3 separate regions of the Zea mays genome follow, and all the other regions are linked to region 3. The links are chromatin contacts, called in public Hi-C maps. All regions are on one chromosome and are shown on one strand. The core of a region is the stretch at or near the end of the contact, and the rest is flanking DNA. Distances in the headings are between cores, read along the strand shown.

Region 1 (3,577 bases), core at 58-2,557, 770 kb before region 3:
AAAGTACTAGCATACGTTGTTGCGATTAACAAAAGTACTAGCATCAGCACGTAGAGTGCATAAACAACCACTGAACCAGGGTAAGTACCAACGAGACGAACGAACGGTTGACCAGTAGGAATCAACCTATCCACACCACACCAGCTAGCACGAGGCGACGTCAGACGTAAATTCTGACGGTGACGGAAATCGAGCCGGCGGAGCCCCAGTATGCATCCGGCACGAAGAGAAACCCTTTGGCCTGGAACCCATCGAGCCGCCGGGCGAACGGTATGGTGCCAGACGCCGACAGCGTGAGCGCTCCCGGCGCACCGCCGCTCACCTCCATCTTATACTTCAGCTCCACCTCCACGCCATCCTGGAAGCGCGGGCCAAGGCAGAGCAGGGACAGCGAGCGCCCCTGTAGCAAATCGTGGCCGTTGAGCAGCAGGAACACGCGCTCCGTGTTGCGCTGCAGCAGGACGCGGAACGGCTCGTCCTTGCGCACGGTCGCCACCGCCTTGCCGTAGATAAAGACGACGGAGGCGAGGCCGTCGTCGTCGTGGCCGTGGTCCTGTGCGACGTGGTAGCCGAGCCGCAGGCCGCTATAGGCGCAGCCGTGGACGGGGCACTTGTACGGCGCGCGCTGGCATGTCTCCTCGTGGGTCACCTTCTCCAGGTAGCTGATGACGTCGTAGCAGCCGTTGCTCTTGAACATGCAGGAGGTGGTCGCCGCCGCCAGGAGCTTCTCGAGCGGACGGCAACGTATGTCGCCAATGCGCTCGGAGCAGGTCCAGCACTTACCGTTCGTGCGGATGCAGCATTTTGCACATACAGAATGTCCGTTCTTGCACTGATTTTACACAGAGCAGAGCATCATGTTGGAGCGAGCCTACCGATCAATATGTACTGTATATATACATGTATTGTAATCTGACTTACCATAAAAACTTCGGACTGGAAGGGTAGGCAGCAGATGTCACACTCCAGTGCGTCCTTCTCCACGGATAGTGTCACAGTCGCCTCTTCCTCATCTTCCAACCCTGCCTCTTCCTCATCCTCCAACACCACCTTGGCCTTCTTTCGAGTGCGGCCGGCAGAGGAGGCCGTGGTCTTTTTCCCGGTCATTTATCACCTAGAACGCAAGGTAAATAAAAACAGAGAGGACTATTCGACTAATATATATCAAGCAGTAAGAAACTAGCATCTTTAAAGAACATGGTGTGTTTTAAAGAACATGGTGTGTAATGTACATATACTTGAGAAAGAACTTGGAAAGGTGTTTACCAGATCTGATACTTGTGAACTTGGCACCAACGGTGAAGAGAGACGAAGCCAAATGGTGAAGAGAGACGAAGCCAGCAGACGACGTAGGAGTTAATTTATAGTGGGAGTGAAGACGAAGATACGCGAAGCCAGGAGACGACAAAAAATTTAAACACTGCAATTTAATGCTACCACTGAGTAAAGTAGCCGAGGAGGCCGCAGGCCTGCCCGTCAGCCGTTTCCCACCGCACCGCAGGCCTAGCTAGCTACCCGCCGAGAGGACTTGCATGTCGCATCACCTGGACACTTGCACTGCACCTGTGCACTGACAGTAGTACTTCACCCGGCACCTACAGCTGCTCTCGCATCACTGTACTCATCTGTCAGCCTCTCACTGTTCTCTGCAGGGAAAATAAAAAAAACTCGGCCTTCTCCGGCAATTATATTAAGGGCTAGTCGGAGAAACTTAATTTTTTAAAGGATTTCAATTTTTTATGTGACAATTAACTAATTTTTCTTGTAAAAATATAAATCCGTTGGGAAATTGGGGCTCCTAAACTAGCTCTAAAATATAGTTTCGGTCGACAAAATTTCCGAAATCTGGCTTTATTAGTAGCGAGCCGTTATCGTACACTCTACATCGATCTAGCCCTGACGCGTAAGACGTAACTTAAGAGCACCTGACGCATAAGACGTAATTTAAGAGCAGGTGGGACACAATAAACAAACTTTTTTAACTAAGTCAGAAATTCGTCCTGAGAAAGATCGAACTATAATATACAAGTATTTTAATTGATGCATATTTTTATGAATATCTTGTTATTTATTCAAGCCATGTGACCGACTCCAATAGAGGCCATATAAATCGAGCAGTCATTCAAGCCTTTAGCTAGCGTCTCTGGTTTGCTTGTCCAGGCATATGACACATGCTGTCAACGGTACAGGTAAAAAGGCAGCGATAGTATAGTCCAATAAATGAAGCAGATAGTGAGGTCATATTCTCAGACACAGAAAAAGGAAATGGTTGTCAGCCACAGTACAAGCTATTATGGTTTTCCTCTCTCTTTTCATCCTTTTTACCTCACTCGTTTGTCTGCCCTGTTAGAAGGTGTTTTGTACTGCTATAGTAGCTTATTTTTAGCTTTCCCTGTCTATTTAGCTGCTCTGTTGGAGTCAGTCTGACATGGTGCTGAATTTCAATAACTCAATGTATGACTTTTTTTAAAATTATTTGAGCATATGTATCTTTTGAGATATTGTATACGCTTTATCATGGATAGACTAGAGAGAATTCATCTCTTTAATATTTGCCTCTTTAGATGATAATGCAATGTATCACTTATGCACATGATTTATTTTGAAGACTATATTCGATAATCTTTATTAAATAATGCAAGACCATGAATCAATATATTTTATCGTTTATGGATATACTTAGTATATGATGCGACATTTTATTTAGGTCGAGGCCGAGATATCTGTCTTGGAAAGATATATTGCGGCGCCACACTAAACCGTGGTGTGCACAATTAATTTATTTTATTAAGATCATCATATATGCTCATGACGTGATATTTGCCCATGACTTATGTATACGGCGCCATTTGATTTAGTTTAATTTAATGACTTAGTTTGATATGACTTTTTATGGATGCAGTCTAACTAAGTGCAAGATTTAAGTTCTCAAGATGAAGGGTTGATATTGGGCATAGTTAAGTTGTTTGTCCAAATTAATTGGAAGAAATGACGATTGATGAATGCAACCAAGCATATTTTAATTAGCTAAGTCTACTCTAATACTTATTATATTTTGGTTACCTTGATCATGGCGTCGTTGAAGGTCAACCAACAGTATCAGCCCTAACTTGGAATTTACCATAAACATATCAATTTTGTTTAGGTACGACTAAACGCCATATGAACATCATTAGTTTCTTTCTTTATTTTGACTATAAGGATAACCATCGAGCTTACCATTTAATTTATCTTTGCATAATTTAGTAAATATAATAGCACTATGCATATCAAATGGCACCTTCCTTTTGTTTATTTTATGCAGTCCAAACTAGGACGTGGTTTATAAACAACGACAAAGATCAATATAACTTTTACATGACCTTAAATAATTTGGTGCGTATGTAAGTATAGATCTGTTTGTATTTCCTAGGCAGAATGAGCTAATTTTATAATGGATGGCCGAAGGCCAAAGATATTGCTAACGACATGTAGGGTCTTCAAATGACTTAATATATAGATTTCTAGTTTAATCATGACGTTGGGTGATTTTCCTTAGATGTGGTATGACTACCATGTGCACATAAGAGCCATACTT
Region 2 (3,433 bases), core at 186-2,685, 660 kb before region 3:
TTGCTCCTGACAATTAGAGTCCACATATGAGGATGAGAGCACGAATTAGTCATCGAATGGTTGAGCTGGTAGCAACATATAGAATGAAGGAGACAGCATGCCAATCTAGTAGTTGCACTATATTTCACCTAAGGTGGCTATCATACCAAAGTCCAACAAAATTCCAAACAACCAAGTTCTTCCAAAATTAGGCAGCAGAAGGCCACATCCTAATCCTGGTGGGGTAGTGGGCTCTTGGTCCTTTCAGGCATATTTATGCATTCAATTATTTAACTTGACAGGTAACATTAAACACCACTTAACACAAGTCAGCAACATGCTGTGAAGAACACAAAATTGATTTTCGTAGCTACGGCAACCCCTCAAGCGAACAGTGACGACTGCCCCCCTTGCAATTTCCTGATCCTATTTGTACAGCATGCTCTGCCTCCAATTCAAGTATGGAAATGTTCCACAGAGGCAATTTCGAGTATCGAGCTTCATTGGTATTCATAACGACAAAGTAATGAACTCAGATTTATCTTAGATCCGGACAAGTTTGTGCGGCTGTGAAGCAAAACAGCTGCTCAAACAGACCATGCGTGGAGCGCGAGAATTTGAATCTTACCGTCCTGGGTGAGAAGCGGGTAGTCGGCGGCGCTAAGCGTGATGAACCAGTCCCACTCCGCATCGAGCCGGAGCATCGCGGCGGCGGCGCGGAGCGTGGCGGCAAGGCCGGAGGAGCCCATTGGGGTGCCCGCGGTGGGCCTGCCCACGACATCAACGTTCCCGAAGGCGCGCGCGGCGGGAGCGGCGCGCGCGGCGGCCGCGGCGAGCTCGGCGCGCTCGGAATCCGGCGCGTCGGCGGAGAGGTGGAGCAGGTAGCGGTTCCTGGGGTGGTAGACGGCGAGGAGCAGCCGCAGGAGCTTCCTGCCGTCCCCTCGGCCGCCCGCGAGCAGGTAGGCGAAGGAGGGCGGCGCGGCGGCGCCCCGGCGCACGTAGGAGGGCGGCGGGAGGCGCGCGAAGAGCGCGGAGGAGGCGGAGAAGCCCGAGAGCGCGGAGAGGAAGAGCAGGAGCGAGACGACGGAGACGGAGACGAGCGGGAGCAGCCACTTGTCGGCGGCGCCCATGGCTGCTCGGTGTCGGCCGGCACGACGGGCGGTGGCGTGGCGTGGCGTGGCGGGCGCGCACGCTCGCTGAGTTGGTGGTGGTGGTGACACGCCGCGCGCGTCACCGCCACATTCGGGGCTAGGGCTCCTGCGACGGCCGCGCGGCGGGCGGCGGGATTAGGGTTTGGCGAGATCGCATCGGGGGAGAAGGGAGATAGCGAGATCAGGATGGCGCTGGCGCCCGTGCTGCTGTATTCTGCTCGCGGCTCGCGTGCGTTTCTTCTCTCTTGCCTGGCAGTGGCAGGGGGAAGAGAGGGGGGAGGAGCGTGAGGCGCCTGTCGCTATGTCCCACCGTGCCGCGAGGGTCCTGGGAGGCTTCAGCACGGGTCCCGCGGGTCAGAGCGACAATCACAGTACACACGGTAAAGTTATCGGATGGGACCTGGGACGAGCGAACGGGGGAATGCTTCCTTCTCACGGACTCACGCTCACCTGCCCACCCAGCCACCAAGTCACAGGACTACTGACGCGTGGGCCATGGAGGTGCGGTGAATGGGGTAGGCAGGGCGGCGGGGTAGCTGGGGAGAAGGCGTCACGGCAGGGTGAACGTTGATTCCACCTGGTGGGGCCCGGATACGCTTCTGGAGAGTCGCTGCCTGCGTTGGCAGCTTGATTTGATGGGCACTTAATTAAGAAGCCTAGCCATAATTAAGGTAGTGTTTGGTTGAGGAGCCAACTAGAATGGAGCCGTTCCATCCCTGATTCTAGGAACGGAGCCGCTCTGTTCTGTGTTTGGTGATTTGGAACGGAGCGGCTCTGTTTTTTGTTTGGTTGCAGAGTGAACGGAACGGAGCGTGACTGTGAGAGCGGGATGGGAACGGAGCGGCTCCGTCCGGTTGATTTTTTGGAGCGGAATGGTTCCAGATCTGAGGAGAATATTCCCTAATTGGAGTCATTTCGTTCTAGTTATTTTGTAACCAAACAGCAACAAAACTGTGACAGAACGGCTCCGTTCTACTTAGCTATTCAACCAAACACTACATAAGAAGCTTCCGCTGGTTGCTTTGGCCGCTATCTGCTTTTGGGCTTGTTGCTTCTGCTGCGCCACCCTCTGGTTCCATCTTTGGAGATTATTATATGATGAGGACGGGACTACGGGAGCTTGGAACTTGGAAGAAAGCAGGCATAGAATCCGGGACAACGTACCCTGTTGCCGTCGTCGCATGTGTGTTGCCTTGTAAATACAATTCAAGCGGAGTAGATACCGTATTATAAGGCTGTGTCCAACAAGGACCCCTAAATGGTTCTGTCCGCTAAATTTAGCGGATGACTATCTCCTCTCTCCGTCCAACAAGGAGCGCTAAATCTTCCGGTAAATTTAGAGGACGTACTTGCACACCCCAAAGGTAGCGGCTCTCTGGCATCCGCTAAACGCTAGTTCTCTCTCCATGCCATGCCGAGGTGGTCCCACACTCCCACTAGCGCTCGCTTGTCTTCCTTCTGAAGACACGCAACATTGTCAGACAAGCTGGCCCCGAACAATAAATTATATTAATTAAGTTGATACATTAGAGAGTATATAAGATATAGAGGATCGAATTTAGGGGATGTTGTTGGAGATGGAGAAAATATAGAGTACGGAATCATTTAGAGAGTGCTGTAAAGTACAGAGAATATTCCTTTAAACAATGAAATTTAGGGGACGTTGCTGGAGATAGCCTAAGCGGAAGCCTAGCCCTTTTGCTGTAAATACAATGACAGACATGACATAATTGAAGTACGCTTTCGCCCCTGCTCCCGCCTGCCACTCCGCGTGACCGCGTCGCTCTCCGCCGCCTTCCCGACCCGAAATCGGCGTCCGCATCACCTGCGCGCTGGAGAACAAGCGCGGGGAAGCGGTGAGTCGCTACACCGCCGCCACGGCATCACCTCTTCCCAACTCGCCGCAGCCGCGCGCACGAAACCCTCTTCGTCCCGTTTGCCATGTGTATGCACTCTTTCGTTGACCCACGGTATTCTACGACACGTTGCATAATCTGTACTCTGTAGTTCTGTACCAGTACGGGTAATCAGGATATAGAATAACTGGAGTCGACTAATAGATGTTTATGGCATGTTGTTTAATTGTGAGTTGTCACTTTGTCAGGGAAACCAGGGAGAAGTAGCACTATGGGACCATCTCGGTCTAACGAAACAACTCTGCTCAATGTGCTAGCTGGGTGTCAAGAATATAAAAGGATCTGATGAAGATAACATGCCTCGTCGTGGGGTGAAGCCCAACCCAAGAGTGAATGGGCTAGAATGGACCCACTAGGAGTCTCCAGCAGTGTTATTTTATTTTTGCT
Region 3 (3,462 bases), core at 114-2,613:
AACCAGGCGCGCACCGACTGCTTGGCGCGCACGAACCAGGAGGGAGGAAGAGGGGCACGATTGCCGGAGAGCAACAGCTAACCGTGACCGAAAAAAACAAACATACAAACAAACAAGAGAGTTACTATTATGAATAATAAATATACTGCCCGAAAGAAAAGAGGAACCCACCTACTCCTACTACTATCGAGTCTCGACTCCAGTGCTTGCTATTGCTACTGAATCGAGCGTCGTTACTGCCGAGCCTCAGAGTACTAATCCAGCTATCACCGCACGAGTCCGTACACAATTACAGTCACCACGAGTAGACGTGTGGATGTTGGCAAAAAAATTCTCCCCAACCTGCAAAACAGAAAGGCCGCGCGCGTCGCTTTCGCCGTGCTGCTCTTCAGTCAGCCGGCGGCCGGCGCAACTCGCGCGCGACGGACCGGACCCCGCCAAAAAAAAAACCAAATCGTGGAACAGGAGCACGCGATTGGAGACGGAAGCAGACGCACAAAGCACGGAAAAGAAGCAGCGGCGGGCCGGCGGCTTTTGAGCTGAGCCGCCTGAGGGCTGAGGCCAGCCCAGCAGCTCTCCTCTCTTTCAGCTTCGCCATCGTCACCCCCCACGAAGTCCTCGTCCGGTCTCTGACTCTCTGTGCGCCGGCACAGGGGCACCGGGCACCGATTACCCAAAAGGTCCAGCGCTGCTCGTGCGGGACACGTTCTCGCTCTGCGCCGGCGCCGCAGACAAGTTCCACCGGGGTGGACACGAGTGTCACGCGGTTCGTCGGACTTCCGAGTTAGCTCGACGGTCGAGAGCACGCACGCTCGCTTGCTCGTCCACGCTTTTGCCTTCTGCTCAGGGCCTCAGGGGTCGCTGAGTCAGGCGGCCAGGATACCCTGACGATTTCCCTTTCCTGATCCTGCAGCAAGGAGATGAGATTCTCAGTGAAGTGCCATGTGCCACTGCTTGCTTGACAGCGGAGTACGTATACCAGGCAACGATCCGAGCGAGCAAGAGAGATTCCCGATCTCGCATCCCGCGGCGGGCTACTCGTGTCGAACCCTCCTCAATATCAATAATACACGGACGGACCCGTTTCTCCCTCCCGCACGTTATTTACACCTGCCGGTGACCGCTGGTCAGCCATCTCTGTTTTTAATTATACTAGTTTTTTTGTTTGTTTGCTTGGGAAGCTCCAGCTGCATTCTTTATTGGCGGGGCAGGAAAATTGTGTTCCCCCAAAACACAAGAAGTTAAAAAATGTAAAATACTAATGACAGTCTACTGTCAACAGGGCGGGGCGTGACAGATGGAGTTATGGAGAGGAATAAATGGAGGTGGCGAGGGGAGGAGAGACGGACGAAACGGACGGACGCCACGCCCTGCCCGCCGGGGCTGCTTGCCACTCCTCTCTCTTCCTCATCCATCCTCGCCCCGGCCCCGCCCCCAGAACCAAACCAGCCTCCCTCCCCAGCAGCTCACGAGAGAGCGCAAGCAAGTATTACTGCGCACCGCCTCGCCCGCGGGCGTCAGCGTGAAGCTGCCGCACAGCTACCCCGCGAGGCATGGGGATGGACGCCGGCGGCGGGAAGCTGCCGTACAGCTACCCCGCCCACCAGGACGGCAAGCTGGTGAAGAGCTTCAGCCGCGTGGAGCCCCGCAAGTTCGGCCTCGCCCTCGTCGCGGGCTTCCTGCTCGTCACCTGCGCCTACTTCTCCACCGCCAAGTTCGACGCCATCCACGTCGCCATGAGTAAGCCCACCGCCAAGTTCGACGCCATCCATCCCGTCCCGTGCGGCCGTGCCTGAGTGCTGACTCTCCGGATGTGTCTGTTTGTTCGCTCCAGCAGTCAGCCCCGTCTCCGGCAATGCGGCTGGGATCGGCCCGCTAGTGGGCGCCGCCAACGCCGACACCTCCGACTCCAAGCAGCGATTAGGTGAGTGAGGAGGATCTTCTCCAAGTACAGGGCGACATGCCTACTCACCTTAACTGATCCCCCTCATCAGTCATCACTAACAACTAACACGGTTACTGTACTGTACCAATCCACGGCCTGGCCTGCCTGACGACCTTGCTGTCCCCGTTACAGATTTGGGCAAGCAAGACCCGGACGACGCGCTGTCCAGGTCCGAGGAGGAGGAGGGGAGCAGGGCCGACGAGGTGCTGGAGAAGGACGACGGCAAGGCATCCTCGTCGTCGGGGACAGGTACACCGCGCTTCCGTCACCGGCAAGGCATCGCCTGTTGTTTTTTCGAGATTGAGTGGCCGTCCGTGCTTGCCCTTCCCTTCCATGGAGGCGTCAAGCTGGCCGCCGCGGCCGGACTCGTGTGCCCCCGCCCGCCGTACTCCCAACGTCCTGCACCGCTGCACGCAAAGCCAGCCCCAAAAATCAGATAAAAGGACCGGCCGGTTTTTTCCTCCGCTTCCCTTTCCCCCACTCTATAATCAATCGCTTTTTTTTTCTTTTCCCTGTCATCACCAGATTCCGGCAGCAATGCGCCGCTGGAGGACACGAGGAGAGACGAGACCTTTGTGGGGGACAGCGGTGGTGCATCTTCCGCGGCGGGCGCCAGGAGTGAGGCGGTTCCTGCCAGGCACGAGCACGACGATGACGCCCCCGCTGCCGCCCTGCTTCCTCCCGTGACGTCAGAGGGAGCCGCGAACAGCACGCAAGGATCAGGTGAGAGAGCAATCACTCAAACCTACAACTGCTAACTTACTGGTACTGGTATTTATACTCTTTTCAAGCAAGATAGATGCATTGCTCGCTCGTTTCCCTCTTTGGGGAAGGATAGGGAAATGTAGGATTTTAACGAGCTGCCGCCGCGTTCTTGGTCAGGAGTTCTTGAGGACGAGGAGCTGCAGGTGCAGGACGCTGTCGCCAATCCTTCCAAGAGGAGCAACGATTCAGCCGCCACGCGCAGCAGCAGCAGTGGCCGCTCGCCCTCTGTGGTTCACTCTGATCCTGCCATCCTCCCTGCTCCCTCGCAGCAGATTGCTCCTGCTGCTCCTCAAGAGGCAGATAAGGCTCTTGCTGTTCAGCATATTCCAGCGATACCTGAGGTTAAGCAATCAGGTATCCTCCCTGATCCTTCTCCTCTTTTGTGGTAAAAAGGATGTTTTCTCTCCTGTCAAATTACGGTGCCGGTAAGCAGCTAGTCAATGTGAGGGACGCCGAAAAGAAAAGAAAAGAAAAAACCGTGCTTGCAATTCTACAGCGTCTCAGGCATGTCGTTGCAAAATGCACTTTGGTCAGCCTACAGTCGTAGTAGCGTTTTTTTTCTTTGCAGCCTTCTATCTCAACGAAGGGCCCGATGCTGTTGCTGCTATTGGACCACTGCTTTTGATCACACTCTGTCCTATGTGGGCTGTGGCTCTGTGTCCGTGCTCATGTTCTTCGCCTTTCTTGAGATGAGAGCAACGTGCTACTACTAGGCAGCATCATCCCGTTCCAATAGCTGATGGATTGCTCCA

What was found. A called contact is a pair of places that touch in the nucleus more often than the background predicts.
Region 1: a Hi-C map of bundle sheath shows a contact between it and region 3, with 1.5 times the contacts expected there. The contact joins the promoter of LOC100284602 here to the promoter of LOC100191481 in region 3. A contact is called at or near these places in 2 of 25 Hi-C or Micro-C datasets (bundle sheath and ear).
Region 2: a contact with region 3 is called in a Hi-C map of ear, with 4 times the contacts expected there. The contact joins the promoter of LOC103649865 here to the promoter of LOC100191481 in region 3. A contact is called at or near these places in 3 of 25 Hi-C or Micro-C datasets (ear, endosperm and tassel).

The regions. Positions count from the first base shown.
Region 1 is chr3:25,195,953-25,199,529 of Zm-B73-REFERENCE-NAM-5.0, forward strand. It overlaps LOC100284602 (ubiquitin-protein ligase/ zinc ion binding protein), which reads right to left and starts at 1,308. Exons shown (of 2, transcript NM_001157497.2): 1 at 922-1,308; 2 at 1-832. The coding sequence starts at 1,107. The coding sequence ends at 161.
Region 2 is chr3:25,304,234-25,307,666 of Zm-B73-REFERENCE-NAM-5.0, forward strand. It overlaps LOC103649865 (beta-glucuronosyltransferase GlcAT14A), which reads right to left and starts at 1,436. Exons shown (of 4, transcript XM_008675564.4): 1 at 608-1,436. The coding sequence starts at 1,109.
Region 3 is chr3:25,963,236-25,966,697 of Zm-B73-REFERENCE-NAM-5.0, forward strand. It overlaps LOC100191481, which reads left to right and starts at 1,364. Exons shown (of 6, transcript NM_001136913.1): 1 at 1,364-1,740; 2 at 1,835-1,924; 3 at 2,078-2,194; 4 at 2,471-2,668; 5 at 2,828-3,064. The coding sequence starts at 1,554.